Regions from separate parts of the Mus musculus genome. Here region 2 is linked to region 1. Evidence: chromatin contacts called from public targeted proximity ligation data. All regions are on one chromosome and are shown on one strand. The core of a region is the stretch at or near the end of the contact, and the rest is flanking DNA. Distances in the headings are between cores, read along the strand shown. Region 1 has its middle 110 kb from the start of A1cf. Region 2 overlaps Sgms1 (sphingomyelin synthase 1).

Region 1 (2,937 bases), core at 358-2,857:
GAGCAGAACCCCCTGGTGCTAGCCTTCATAAGGCTCAAAAGAGTAGCATTATGGTGTGAAATCCTTACCTGTCATTAAGCTGACCCTAGGCAGGACTGCTTTATCATTACTGTAAACACCTACCTGGTTCCTGTAAGTCCCTTTGAAGTCACTCCTTTGTTTTGTGTCAGGCAACTTCAATGTACTTTGCCTGCTGTGACTTCCTACCCCCTTTATTTTCTGTCCTATACAAGACTGGTGTTCACTTTGTGACAATACATTCAGATTCTACACAATTTCCTGTGTGCATCTGTCTGTCATTCCCGCCGACTCCTTGCCCACCTGTGACTAGAGACCCTTTCCACGCAGACAAAGGGACCCAGAGGGTCTGCAGCAGGGGATACTTGGGTTTGTATTCATTTTAATAGTTATTACAGAGAAATGCTACCAATCAGATCACATTTAGGCACTGGGGCCAGAATGGCTAACACATAGCTGACTCAGGCTGGAGAGATGGCTCAGCCATTAAAGGTTACGCTTCCAATCAAAATATGAGAGGACTCCATAGGTCTACATTATAAGAGAGTGAGTTGCCAGGAAGAGAGTTGGCACAAAAAAAAATGGAAAAAAGGGAAAAGAAGCTATGTTAGGTGAGGTGGTTCTCTGAGCAGGGGTCACTTAGCTAAATGGTAAGGGGTTGGTGGAAAGAGCAGGCCACCCAGAGGGGATGACAAATGTAGATCATCTACAAACTACAGAAAATGAAAAATACCTAAAATATACAGTATACAGCCTACCATTCAAAAATGACAACTTAAATAAGATGGTCTAGAAAATAATTTCTTCACAAATAGTAGAGATGGCGAGACTAAATACTATATATACTAAATATCTATAGGTAAATAGAGAAGAATCACAGAAGAGCTTTCTCAGAAGTGAAAAATGAAATGAAATGAAATGAAATGAAATGAAATGAAATGAAATGAAATGAAATAAATTGAAGTCACCACACCCAGATGGTTTCAGAACAGAACTCCAAGAAAACAAGATCAGGCAACACACCTGAGATCTAAGAAAGTATAGACAAAGAAGCAGGGGTTTAAATTCAGTAAATCTCTCTGTAAAAATGAATATAATATTGTTACCAATAATTAACAAATACTATAAACACACACACATACACACTCATGCACACATGTGCACGCATGTGTGCACATGCGCACACACCACAAAACAGAACAATCTCATTGGTCTAGGTTCATTTCTGTTACCATGATAAAATATCCTGACAGAAAAGCAACTTCTAGGAGGGAGTGTTTAGTTTAGCTAGCAACCCCAGGCTACAGTCCATCACTGATTTCTGAAAGCAAACAATGAAACCCTATAGGTACTGGGGAAAGGAGAAATTTTCTAAATTTCTTTAGAACTGAAAAGCAGATAATTTTTTCTTACTTTTATTCAAAACCCGAGTTCAATGAACTAGAAAGTGATTGTCTAGTTAGTGCTTCTGTTGTGATAAAATGGCCACTAAAAAGTGACTGAGGGAGGAAAGGGTTAATCTGGCTCACCCTTGAACAGGAAGTGGGGAGAGGGAGGAAGCAGAGAGAGGAGGCTTTACTTCCTGGATTCCTTCCTCTGCCTGCTCAACCTGCTTTCTTACAGAATTTACATCTGCCTGCCCAGAGATGCTGCTGCCAAGAGTGACCCTGCTCCATCAATCATCAGTCAAGCCTGTAGGCCAGGCTAAGGGAGGCAATTCCTCAGCTGAGGCTCCCTCTTCCCAGGGGACTCTAGTTTGTGTCTAGTGGGCAAAAACTAACCAGCACAGTAATTCGTGGTTAATAAAAATTTTAATTTTTCTCAATGAGCAAAAATGTTAATGTTTTAAGGAACCATGATTTCCGGTATAAAATGAATAAAATAAAATTCAGAGAAATTAAATCAACCGCTGTCATTTTCACTGCAGTTGAAGCACCAGGCTGTTCTTATTTCCTTCCTTGTGAAATATGCACATGTCCAATTTCTCTCCAGTGACAAGACCATGAAGCAATAGGGAGCACTGGGCATCTCGAAATGGAACAGAGGCCCAGACCTTAGCACAACTGATTCCATGATGGAAGCACCATTCAGGCCATAAAACTCAGCACATAGACAGTGCCACATGCCAAAACTAAAACCAAAAAACAATCCATATATGTTCATAGTTCTGGGAAAGCCTCAAAATGTACTAACCTTGCTCTGTAGCTTCTACAGTGCTGCTTCTGCCTGTTTTTGTTAACTGAAGTATGTCAATGCAGAGCATGGCTTTTGTGCTTAAACACTCACAAATGAGAAAAGAAGAATTCTGGGGGTCGCATTGAAGTCCCAAGCTCTAGACCTCAAGATATTGGGGTTCTCAGAGGCCATTGGAGCAAGGAAGAGTATGGTGATCAGGGAACTTCTAGGGTCAATTGCTGCCTAATGCTTCAAAGGCACCTTTGAAATGACACCTCCATTCCAAAGGAAACAAATTAGAAAGTTGCCTGGTCTGTCACCTCCAAGGGTAAGTCTGGTTAAGATGCCTTCTGTTTGGACATAAAGGAGAGGTCAGACTTGGCTGCTGATCCAGTGTCCAGGAACTAAGATGTCTCTGGATCCTTCTGTCTGTTCAGGTTATAAACATGGCCACCCCTGGTTGTCTTTATTCTCTCTCTCTCTCTCTCTCTCTCTCTCTCTCTCTCTCTGTGTGTGTGTGTGTGTGTGTGTGTGTGTGTGTGTGTGTTTCTGTGTGTTTGTCAGTTCTGCTTCCCTGTATTAACAATGGCTTTCTCTGGTGTGAGAACTCCCTGGCTCAAGCCCATAGAACAGAACTGATTGATCTGACCCAGGCTCTCAGATGGAGGAAAGCCTACCACCATATACACAGCCCCCCAGTCTGGATGCTCTCACTACCAGGCATGGTAGAAGGTGGACCTATCC
Region 2 (2,844 bases), core at 89-2,588, 190 kb after region 1:
ACAGAAACAGGAAATGGGCTTGATGACATAGCTAGACCCCATAAACAGAACCCCAAATCCTTCACATCAAAAAACAGTGCCACCAAGAGAGCCAATCCACCAACAAAGATAAAACTAAAGCCCCAATCTCCACGCATGACAAGACTCCAGGCTCAGGTATTTCCCGCTGTTTCAGAAAGAACCGCATCTGCCCACTTTTAGGCAGATACAAAATGGAATGGACCACTCGAAAATTCTTCCCCGGTTGTTATGATGGGAGACACTTTGCATAGCTGTCTGAAAACTCATCACTACAGTTTTCCTTGGGATTTGAGTCTTATAACCTACTTATAAAGCCTGAAGAGAATCACTTCCCACTCAACCAATCAGCTGCTCGTGCCCAGACCCAGCAGGACCCCTGTACAGTCTGCCTGTTAATCTGTCATTCTTGGATTTGGATTCAGTCTAGTGGCACTGGACATTGTCAGAGCATACCCAATGTTTCAAATTCCAGCAGTTCTCGTAAGAGCAGATGTGCACAGAGCTATTATCTTCCAATTCTCCATTCCCATCGCACTTCACCCTGTGCCTTTCCATTCTTTCTCTTAAAATTGAGAGCTCAGGGGGCTGGTAGATGGCTCAGTGGTTAAGAGCACTGACTGCTCTTCCGAAGGTCCTGAGTTCAAATCCCAGCAACCACATGGTGGCTCACAACTACCCGTAATGAGATCTGATGCCCTCTTCTGGTGTGTCAGAAGACAGCTATAGTGTACTTATTTATAATAATAAATAAATCTTTAAAAAAATTAAGACCTCAGATGTCTACGCATTGCGCCTCATTAGCTGAACATAAAAGCATGTGTGTGTAGCTCTGAATCTGTCTCAAAAGTAAACTGAGGCGGTAGAGAAAAAAGAAATACAGCTGGCTTAGGTTGTTTTAAAACGGAAGTGGGTTGGGAAGATAGTGTACTGCCAGTGGAGAGTGCTTACCTGGTATGTGTGAGGCCCTAACTTCAGTTCCCAGTGCCATAACAACCAAAGCCAAAGCGTGTTCTAAGGTAGCCATCTGGATATAGATAGTCATTCAAACAGCCTTCCAAGTAGCATGCAGGAGGAGAGCAGTTACGAGACCCAGGGAGTAAATGTAACAGGCCCGGGAAGGCTGAACTCAGACGGGGCAGCAAACAGCTGTTAGAGGGGAAGGCCCTGACCAGTTGTGCGTGTAATGCTGAGGGCCCCAGAGACACAGCTTTTCTCGTGTCTTAGGGTGGGTTTTTCTCACGATGCAGCTGTGCTCCTCTTAGTAACCCTCAAAAGCCCCATTGGTTCACCAAGGCGGACTCTGCGGCAAGCATTAGGTTTGTCACTGGTTCCCTTTTGGAGGTGAGCAGACTTCCTGGGTGCACATGCATTTGCTGTGGTTTTTATATCCTGCAGAAAAAGCTTCTCCCATAACACTGCCCAAGAAAATACAAAAATGAAAATAAAAGATATCTTTTAAAACTGTGTAGTGACTTCTGTGTAGAAATAATCACAGAAGGTTATATGCCCCAGAGCATAGTGGACTGCCAGGGCCAGGAAGCCAGGAGTGGGTAGGTTGGTGAGCAGGGGGAGCGGGGAAAGGATAGGGGAGTTTTCAGTGGGGAAACTAGGAAAGGGGATAACATTTGAAATATAAATAAAGAACATATCTAATTAAAAAGTCATAGAAACCACTCAAAAAAATTATCCCGGCACTTGGGGGGTTGAGGTAGATGGATCTCGTGAGTTTGAGGTTGTCCTGGTCTACACAGTGAGTTCCAGGAAAGCCAGAACTATATACTTGACAGACCTTGTCTCAGGGGAAAAAAACCCACAAAACAACAACAAGAACAACAACAACAACACCGGAAGTAGAAGGGGAACGATTTGTCAGTCTAAAAGGGTACACCAAGCATTCCAAACAGCAGCTGAACTAGCATCATACGTCACTATTATTTCATATTAAGGAAAGAACAAAGAAAAAAAACAGACAATGATCCATCCTGTTGTCAACTTGGTTGTGTTTTCCTCCACATCACTCCAGTCAACATTCAGGCCCTGCCTTGACCCCTCCTGTACCACAATCAGAACATTCACACTCGCTCTGTGTTACCGACATCCACAAGCCAAGCTGTGAGCTTACATCCTACTGCTACCCTGTAACAGGCAGTGGTGCCCCTTCAATGAGGGATAAACAGTGAGAATAATGTTACAGGTAATTAACAATTATCTTCCATCCGATAAGGATCCCTCTGGATTCCCTAAGGTGATGTCAAATATATCCTCCCCCCACCTTCTCTCACACAATATCAAAATGTCCTTAGAGATTAAATGTTTGATTTATAAAATACTTTTCTTTAAAGAACGTTTCTTTCTTCAAATATATTGTTTTGACTCTGAAGTATGGCTGTAAATGACCTATGAACTTTGGAAATCTGGTGCCATAATTAGCTCATTTGCCACAAACAGTAAAAGCAGCTATCTCAAAGCACACTTTGACTCTTTCTGCTGAAGACTACCATGTGTCAAAAGGTGATGCAGGCAGGCGGAGAATAATTTTCTAATTAATATAAAATCCTTTATATCCTATGTGTACAAAGTAAGTTTCCCTAGTCTACTGAGGAACAAAAATACCTACTGGTTGGTTATTTGAAACTCTTCCATTTCACTGAGGAAAGTCTACCACACCACACTTAACTTGACCCACGGAAGCCAACAAAGAACCTCATTTAGGGAACATGACCCTGGGGACTGACACCAGGTTTAAAATTAGCAGCAGCTCACAGGCCCAGATAGAAGAAATCAAGCTTAAGCATCTCTCCCAAAATACCCTTCTCGTGCTTC

The links.
Region 2: a targeted proximity ligation map of pro-B cells shows a contact between it and region 1, with 5 times the contacts expected there. A contact is called at or near these places in 8 of 484 Hi-C or Micro-C datasets (adipose-derived mesenchymal stem cells, cerebral cortex, cranial neural crest and 5 more), 2 of 130 datasets of targeted methods (extraembryonic endoderm stem cells and pro-B cells) and 1 of 9 other capture datasets (adipose tissue).

The regions. Positions count from the first base shown.
Region 1 is chr19:31,974,459-31,977,395 of GRCm38.p6, forward strand. No RefSeq gene overlaps it. Among named protein-coding and RNA genes, the nearest start is that of A1cf, 110 kb to the left of the region's middle.
Region 2 is chr19:32,167,018-32,169,861 of GRCm38.p6, forward strand. All of the region lies in intron 5 of Sgms1 (sphingomyelin synthase 1), which reads right to left. Among named protein-coding and RNA genes, the nearest start is that of Asah2, 65 kb to the left of the region's middle.